2 separate regions of the Mus musculus genome follow, and region 1 is linked to region 2. The links are chromatin contacts, called in public HiChIP or PLAC-seq maps. All regions are on one chromosome and are shown on one strand. Each heading gives the region's core, a stretch centred on a gene start, on an enhancer-like site or on the middle of the called end of the contact. The rest is flanking DNA. Distances are from core to core; before and after follow the strand shown. Region 1 holds the start of Ptprm (protein tyrosine phosphatase, receptor type, M). Region 2 overlaps Ptprm (protein tyrosine phosphatase, receptor type, M).

Region 1 (3,322 bases), core at 37-2,536, 540 kb before region 2:
CCAAGTTCAGGAGAAGCCCAGCAGGCTCGTTTTCAGATAAAGGCTAGTGGCGGCATAGGATAGTGGCAAGTGAATGGTTAACACTGAGATTTATGAATGGAAGGCCTCATGAGGACTCCTGCCTGAAAACAAGCTGGTCTTGTGTTTGGTCTGGAAGACATAAAAGTACTGGGTCACATATGTCCTGGGAGATGATCGCAAACGTCATCTTTGGCCGGTTCTGGGGCCACCAGAGAGCCTTAAACCAGAGGAGTGGGAGAGTCACTTATTTCTTTGGTCTTTAAAGCACCACTAAGCAGCCAAAGACAGTGTAAAGGTCCCCCAGGGAAAGCAATGTAAGAGCTCTTGTTGAGCACTAACCTACTTGCATGTATCACAACACAAATTGGGATCTTAGTTTAACCAGCATGGCCCGCAGTTAGCTTGGTAAATAACCTACAGGTGCCCTAATGGCTGTACTCTGAGCAAGATGAAGAACGGCTTTTAAAAATAAAATAAAATAAAATAAAATAAAATAAAATGAAATAAAATCTTGAATTTGAGTTTTAATTTAATCATTAATAGCGTTTGTGTTCACTTAATAAAATAGTCGTCTCAGACCCCAAACGGCAAATTAAAATGTTTCAAGACACTCTCCATTTGCACCAGCTGCAGAAATCCTCGGTTCTGCCCAATCCATGGTTCCATGCAACTGCTGTCTTCCTAGCTCCGGGCCGCACTGGCGGCGACACCACGCAGTGGAGCGGCAGAAGCGCATCCTGCTTCTCAGGCGCGGGGCTCGGGCACAGAGGCTTGTGTGTCCCTTGAAAGCAGCAGATCAAGCGGCCCTGGGCGCTGGCGGCTCTGGCTTCTTCCTGGTCGGCGCTCGCAAGCCAGCCGCCACCGCCACCGCCCGGGACACTACCGCCCCGTGCCTGGCGCGCTCCAACTACTCGCCGTCCGTGACCCGGGACAAACTTCTGGCTGGGGCGCGGTCCCTGTCCCCGAGGCCAGCGTGGGAAACCCGAGGCGCTGCGGAGGCGAGCTAGGGTCGAGGGTGGCGCCCCGGGAGGTTGCTCCTGCCCGCCGGGTCCCGCCCGCATCTTGCTGGTGGCCGCCCCACAGAGCCCGCAGGCGCCGCGCAGGCCGAGCTGGCCCGGGGCCGGGGACACGGGCGCTCGCGCCCTCTAGCGGGCCGCGGCGGCTCCGGCCCGGCCGTGACGTGGGCTCCTTCCAGCCGGCCTGCGGGGCATCGCCAGTCAGTCGCGGAGCAGGAGCCCCGCGCGCAGCCTGCGCGGGCTCGGCCATCGGCGCGCCACTGCCGGAGGTGGCTGGGGCTGTGGGAGAGGCGGCGGGCTACAAGCGCGCGATCACAGCCACGGCCACGGCCACGGCGCCGCGGGCGGCTCGGTCCCGATTAGGGGTAGCGCTTAGGCGGGCTCATCACCGGATCCCAGCGAGGATTTGGGCTCCGCGGGCGCGCCCTCCGCTCTCTCTCCCCGTGGCGCCAGACTCTAAGCGGGGGCCAGCGGGAGGGCAGGAGGATCCAGGACGCCGTCCCCACGCCCGGGAGCCGCGGGACTTCGGACTTGTGCAACTGTTGTCACTTTGGGGTCTGGTGTTTCGCTGCTGTCGCGTCTACCCTGGCAGCCTGCAGCTTAGGCTCGGGTCTCCCTTGGCTTCCCGAGGCTACCGGCCGCCGCCGCCCCGAGGCGGCCCGGCGCGTACTCAGCACCATGAGGACACTTGGGACTTGCCTGGTGACTTTAGCTGGACTTTTGCTAACTGCGGCCGGAGAAACATTTTCAGGTAAGCGAGACACCACTACCGTTCCCGGGGCGCCTGGGACGTAGGCGACACCCGGGTGGGAGAAGTCCGAGGCGAGCTTCAGGGCCGGGCAGGGGCAGGGAAGACCCGGCATCGCGTAGCGGGTGAGCCGGGCTGGCGGATGGCCGGAGGAAAACAGCTGTGGAGCCACGGAGCCCGTACAGTACACGCAGGAGCCCGCAGGACAAGCACGGGCGCAGAAACAGGGACCTCCATCTCGGCCCCTGTACCCTCAGGGCCTGGACTTGTGCATGGGGGCTCAGTGTTCTTGGGCGGCCTGGGCAGGAAGGGCAGAAAACTTTGCCTAAAGTTCCCAGCTGTAGCCGCCGGGAGTAGGCGCTGAGCGGGCCTCTCGACCCTGGAGGCAGCCGCGGTGGACTGCCAGTGCTCAGCTGAGCTTGCGGCGAGCGTCAAACCTAGAGGTGTAGCTGGCGACCACCCCAAACTTGACATCCCTGCCGCCCCCTGCCCGGCGCGGTGGGCGACCTCAGCGGGTCCCCTCTGTGGCGCGGCTTCGCTGTGCCAGCGTTCCCTTTCTGCACCGCGGGAGGTTTCTGAGATCCTAGAGGAATCTGCTGCTCCCCAAGCCCTCGCCACTGTGGCTGAGCGCCCAGATTCCATCCTCGGCCTCCCTAAAGGTGTGCAGCCCGGGTCCGGACAACTTGCTAACCCAGCTCAGCTGCGCGGGGGTCCTAGCTGAAAGGAGGGGGCACGTACTGGCTGTGTGCATCAAGCCAACCGGAGGCTGTGCTCACCCAGGCTTCGCGAGCCTTGAGGAGCTCTTGGTGTAGACAGAGGGATCTGGACCAGAGTCAGGGGTCAGGAGCAAAACCGAAGGTGGGTGGCACAGAGTAGCAGGGCTTCTGGTATCTTCTGTCCCAGGAGGACGCACGTGGATGCTTGGCAAACGCTGACAACACGCGCACACTGCCTCGTGTTTATTAGTTTCACGAATGTCCACACACAATGGTGGCAGTGGAGTGTTACCTTTCTCTTTTAATAAAAAGGGCCGCATTTAACCTTGAACAAGAATTGCAAAATGGGGTTTTATGTGTTTTCGGGAAGGCTGAATAAATTTGTTTTAAAAAAGAATATTGGTGAAAGGAACTTTCATGAAAGTAAGGAGTACCATTTACAGACATTAAAGCCACATAGACCTCTGGCCAGTGGAAGCATCAGGTTTGCCTTTCTGGGCATCCTGGGATGCTAGTCCTTTGTATTCATAGGCACGGAATAGGCACATAGGTTACATCAGGCTTGGTGCTGAGCAGCAAGACCCTTGCGCATAGTTGGTGGTAGAGAGGGAGAGGAGCTGCTACTCAGCTGTGCAATGTGTTGAACGAAACCCAAACTGACAACTTCGGTAGAGAAACGCGCTTCCTCTAGCTTACTTACTTTCTCCCTAACAGTGTGGCCATCTCACTGCAGATGAGGTGTTGATGCAGGCACTCACAGCTGTCTGATAAAAAGTGGATACAGATTTTGGCTGTATTCTTATTAGTAAATAATAAAGTAA
Region 2 (3,595 bases), core at 306-2,805:
AAGGTGCTGGGACATAAGGAGCCCAGGGATCCATGGGAAATGAATGTCTTTCAGTTCTCTGAGAGCAGTGACACAAAAGCTCCCCTCTGGCTGAGCACACACCTGCTTCCCCCTCACCCCTTTGGTTGCTTAGATCCCATTTGTAAGCAAGCCAGGTGTGGAATGCCACCAGGGAAGTCTGTTGTGAAACGGGTCATTAAATGGCACTAACAAGTTAATTGTTTGTTTGTTCAGCCGACAGTCTCTGCCTTTATTATAGGGCAATTAGCGGCAATTAATAAATTAAAATGAGCTTCAGCACGTCTCAAGTTTGGCATCACGTGGGCTAGCCAATGCCTACCTGAGCCCACCTGTGATCTCCATGCAGGCAGCGTTTCTGGAGATCAGCAACTCAATTGTTTATCTGAGTTACCAAAGGAACACATTTTTTTTTTCCATCCCTGATTATGTGGCCAGTGACCAGCGTTAGATCCCAGAGCTGGGTCCGATGCTGTAGTTCGTGGCACACACTCATCGAGTCCTTTCTTTGTGGGGAAGCCATCCATACTGACGACCACTGCTACCTCCTGTATGATCAGGATGTCCTCAGCGTGGGTCAGAACAGCACAGGTATGAACAAAGCAGTGCACAGAAAGCCCGATAGGAGTCTAGGGCATCACAGATAGGCATGGATGGTGTGTGCTGCTCACCTGACCAAGCCTTTTGGCCAGAGGATGCTGGGCTGCCAGCCTTTCTTCCCTTGGGATTAAGGTACGCTCAGCTCAACTGTGCCTCAGAAGCCTCGCATGCCTGTTGGGCTCACTTAGCTTTCACAGACTGCTTCTTCTGATTAGAGTGGCTGCCATTGCCCTGCCTTTTCTCCCCCTATTCAAGTGAGCTGCCTGCACACCCAGCCTGCCAGGCACTGCTCTGACCTAGGAGGACAGCACTCTTGGGTTCTCGGCCCCCTATGACATTCAGGGTGACATTCAGGGTGCAGAAACTGGTGTGTCATCGTAATAAACTCTTTTATGTCTTTCTGCTGTTTTATCTCTTAAAAAAAGATTATATATATATATTTTTTTTTTGAAAATCCATACATGCTGACCTAGCTCCAAATGGAAGTATCCTGCCTTTGATTGTTTGAATCAGATGGTGGGGGGGACTTTAAATACACAGAGAGCTAGAATTTGCATAATAGCAGCTATTCTCTATGCATCAGCATACAAGGGACCACACAGGATGGGGGACACAGCTCAGGGGGAGAATACTTATCCAGCTTATGTGAGACATATGTGAAACATATGAGAAACCCCCAGAAGACAAAAAGGTATGGAGAGGGAAGGAAGAGACCACTCAGAAGGCTCCTCACTTTCATTTCACTGTCAGGTTCTCAGGAATCCATTTTCCTGTAATGACCCACACCAAGGACAGAAACAAAACTAATAACCATGGGATGTTTCCCGTTTGAACTCCAGGGGGAACATCACTGCTGGACAGGAAGTCTTAACTGGGCAGTTAGCTCTATTCTGGTCTGTTGCTGTGAGACCGCTGAGGACCACAGCTTTGCCAATGCAGCCTCTAATTGACCCATCCCTTGGAATTCTTTGACCCTCTACTCAGTGAATGCTGCAGAAGAACTTGTTCCCTCCTCTTTGTTAGGCATGAAAAGTCTCTAACAGTTTCATTGACAGGGATCCCCAGGGTAAACATTTTCACAATACTCTATTCATTCCCTCTCAATTAAAGCTACTAGGGAAACAATCCCAAGGAGAGTTTATAAAGATGCTTGGGCTACACACACACACACACACACACACACACACACACACTTGCACGAATGCATACCATGCAGGTATACATACCTGCAAGTTCTCACTCAGAAAAGTTCTAGAAGCTGTGAGCTGAGTTACTTTTTAAAATGAGATAGGAGAGAAAAAAAAAAAAAACAAGGCTGGAGAATTTAAAAGTAAGGAGAAATTCATTTATGGGAGTGGGGTGTAATCTGTCCACCAAAACTAATATGAGTGATGCCTTTCTCTTCACTATACCATAATAAGGGGAATGTAGACTATAGGAAAGGAGAATGGGCTCTGTATGAACACTTAAAGATGAATGTTCGGCACAAAGGTGGATTTGAATACTCAAAAACAAATGTATTTTAACACAAAAGTAGAAATAAGCATAGGTACTTTGTATCTGCCTCTCACACATTTACCAAACACATAGAAATGGCTACAGAGGATCAAGTGGCCTTGTGTATCTCTGTGGGCACTCAGCATCAAATAAATCACTGAAGTGCTTAGAACTGTAGCCATGGGTGATGATGGTAGCCATGGGTGGTGATGTTGAACTACCCTGAGCAGACATCAGTCCTCATGCTTTAGTGAAGTGAAAGTGTGTCTAACTACCAATTTGGGATGCAGAAGAGAGTGAACATACTACCTGAAAAATTGGAAATGCCCATTTTCAGTGGACTCAATTAATCAGAGGGCTTGACCTTTCCTTTGATCAATAGAGGAAAATGTACTCTTGTGATGGTCATGTACTCTTCAGAGAAATAATCCAAAGAAATGTATTACTATTTAGTAGTAGTAGTAGTAGTCGTCGTCGTAGTAAAGACTAAAAGGGCAACATAGGAAAAGTGGTTTCCTTTTCAGTACAGCACAAATCAACTTCACTTTTATGAGCCAGGTTTCAGCAACCCAAATTTTCAAAATCTGAAAAAGGAGAGGATTTTTAGCAAAGCCCCATAACACTGCCATTCCCTTCGTTCATCAGGAGCCCCATATTGACTTATTCCCACATTTGTATTCATAAACCCCAGCTCAGAGCAGAAGCACTGTCACAAAGTGCAAGGCAAACGTTCCAGAGGAATAAACCTCTTGGATTTCCACATTCAATGTGGTGGCCGCTTATAGGTGTTTTCCATTATAGGATAAGAGGAGTCCTTGTCTGATCAAAAGGGTTTGTCTCCTCAAAAGGATAAGGGATGACCCAGAAACTACTGAGAATGGTGGCATTCACCATGTGGAGTTCAACGAATCCCAGAGTCTCCTCCGCATGAGTGGTCTACCCTCACAAGGACCAGCTGCCATGATTCTAGAAGGTCCTAGATGCCAAATTCAACCTGCCCGTGGCCTCTGACCTGCCTTTTTCTCTCTCCACAGCTGTGTCCTCGCCATCATCCTTTACCATGAAAACAAACACGCTGAGCACATCGGTGCCGAATTCCTATTACCCAGGTAACGGGCTGGGCCACCGTGCCTCCTTGTGCCACTTGGGCTTTTTTGCTTTATGTGAAGCCTCAGCTTCCGGTGGCTTTCCTGGGGAAGTTGGGGACCGTTCATCAGTCATTTACTGTTCTTTCTCTTTTTACTCTCTTTGCACTGCCCTGCTTACGATGTATGACAGACCCATTTGTGCCAACTGCAATCTTAGGTGAGAATGATTCCCTTTCCCAAAGTTTATTTCAGGAGTGACTGAGACAAATCAGCTGTCCCCTAGAGGAGACTGGATCTTGTACTGTGCATGATGCCATGGTTAGAAGCGGGGCATGGGGTGGGATGGAGCTAGGGGCATGGGGCAGGCGATGAGTCTTCCTCTGAGGTCTCCA

Evidence for each region. HiChIP or PLAC-seq counts read pairs in DNA pulled down with a chosen protein or histone mark.
Region 1: a contact with region 2 is called in an H3K27ac HiChIP or PLAC-seq map of neural progenitor cells, with 8 times the contacts expected there. The contact joins the promoter of Ptprm here to the enhancer-like site in region 2. A contact is called at or near these places in 4 of 39 promoter capture datasets (the 3T3-L1 cell line, cranial neural crest, hippocampal neurons and 1 more), 1 of 484 Hi-C or Micro-C datasets (stem cell-derived neurons), 8 of 115 datasets of contacts at active chromatin or transcription factors (cardiomyocytes, embryonic forebrain, embryonic hindbrain and 5 more) and 1 of 9 other capture datasets (embryonic stem cells).

Annotation. Positions count from the first base shown.
Region 1 is chr17:67,352,423-67,355,744 of GRCm38.p6, reverse strand. It overlaps Ptprm (protein tyrosine phosphatase, receptor type, M), which reads left to right and starts at 1,286. Exons shown (of 31, transcript NM_008984.2): 1 at 1,286-1,788. The coding sequence starts at 1,716.
Region 2 is chr17:66,814,096-66,817,690 of GRCm38.p6, reverse strand. Ptprm (protein tyrosine phosphatase, receptor type, M) reads left to right here. Exons shown (of 31, transcript NM_008984.2): 16 at 3,150-3,224. Among named protein-coding and RNA genes, the nearest start is that of 1700016K05Rik, 100 kb to the right of the region's middle. Within about 2 kb of position 1,555, at least 15 of the 459 cell types and tissues checked have an H3K27ac peak or open chromatin away from gene starts, as enhancers often do. A contact at or near this core is called in neural progenitor cells and stem cell-derived neurons, where this site is marked.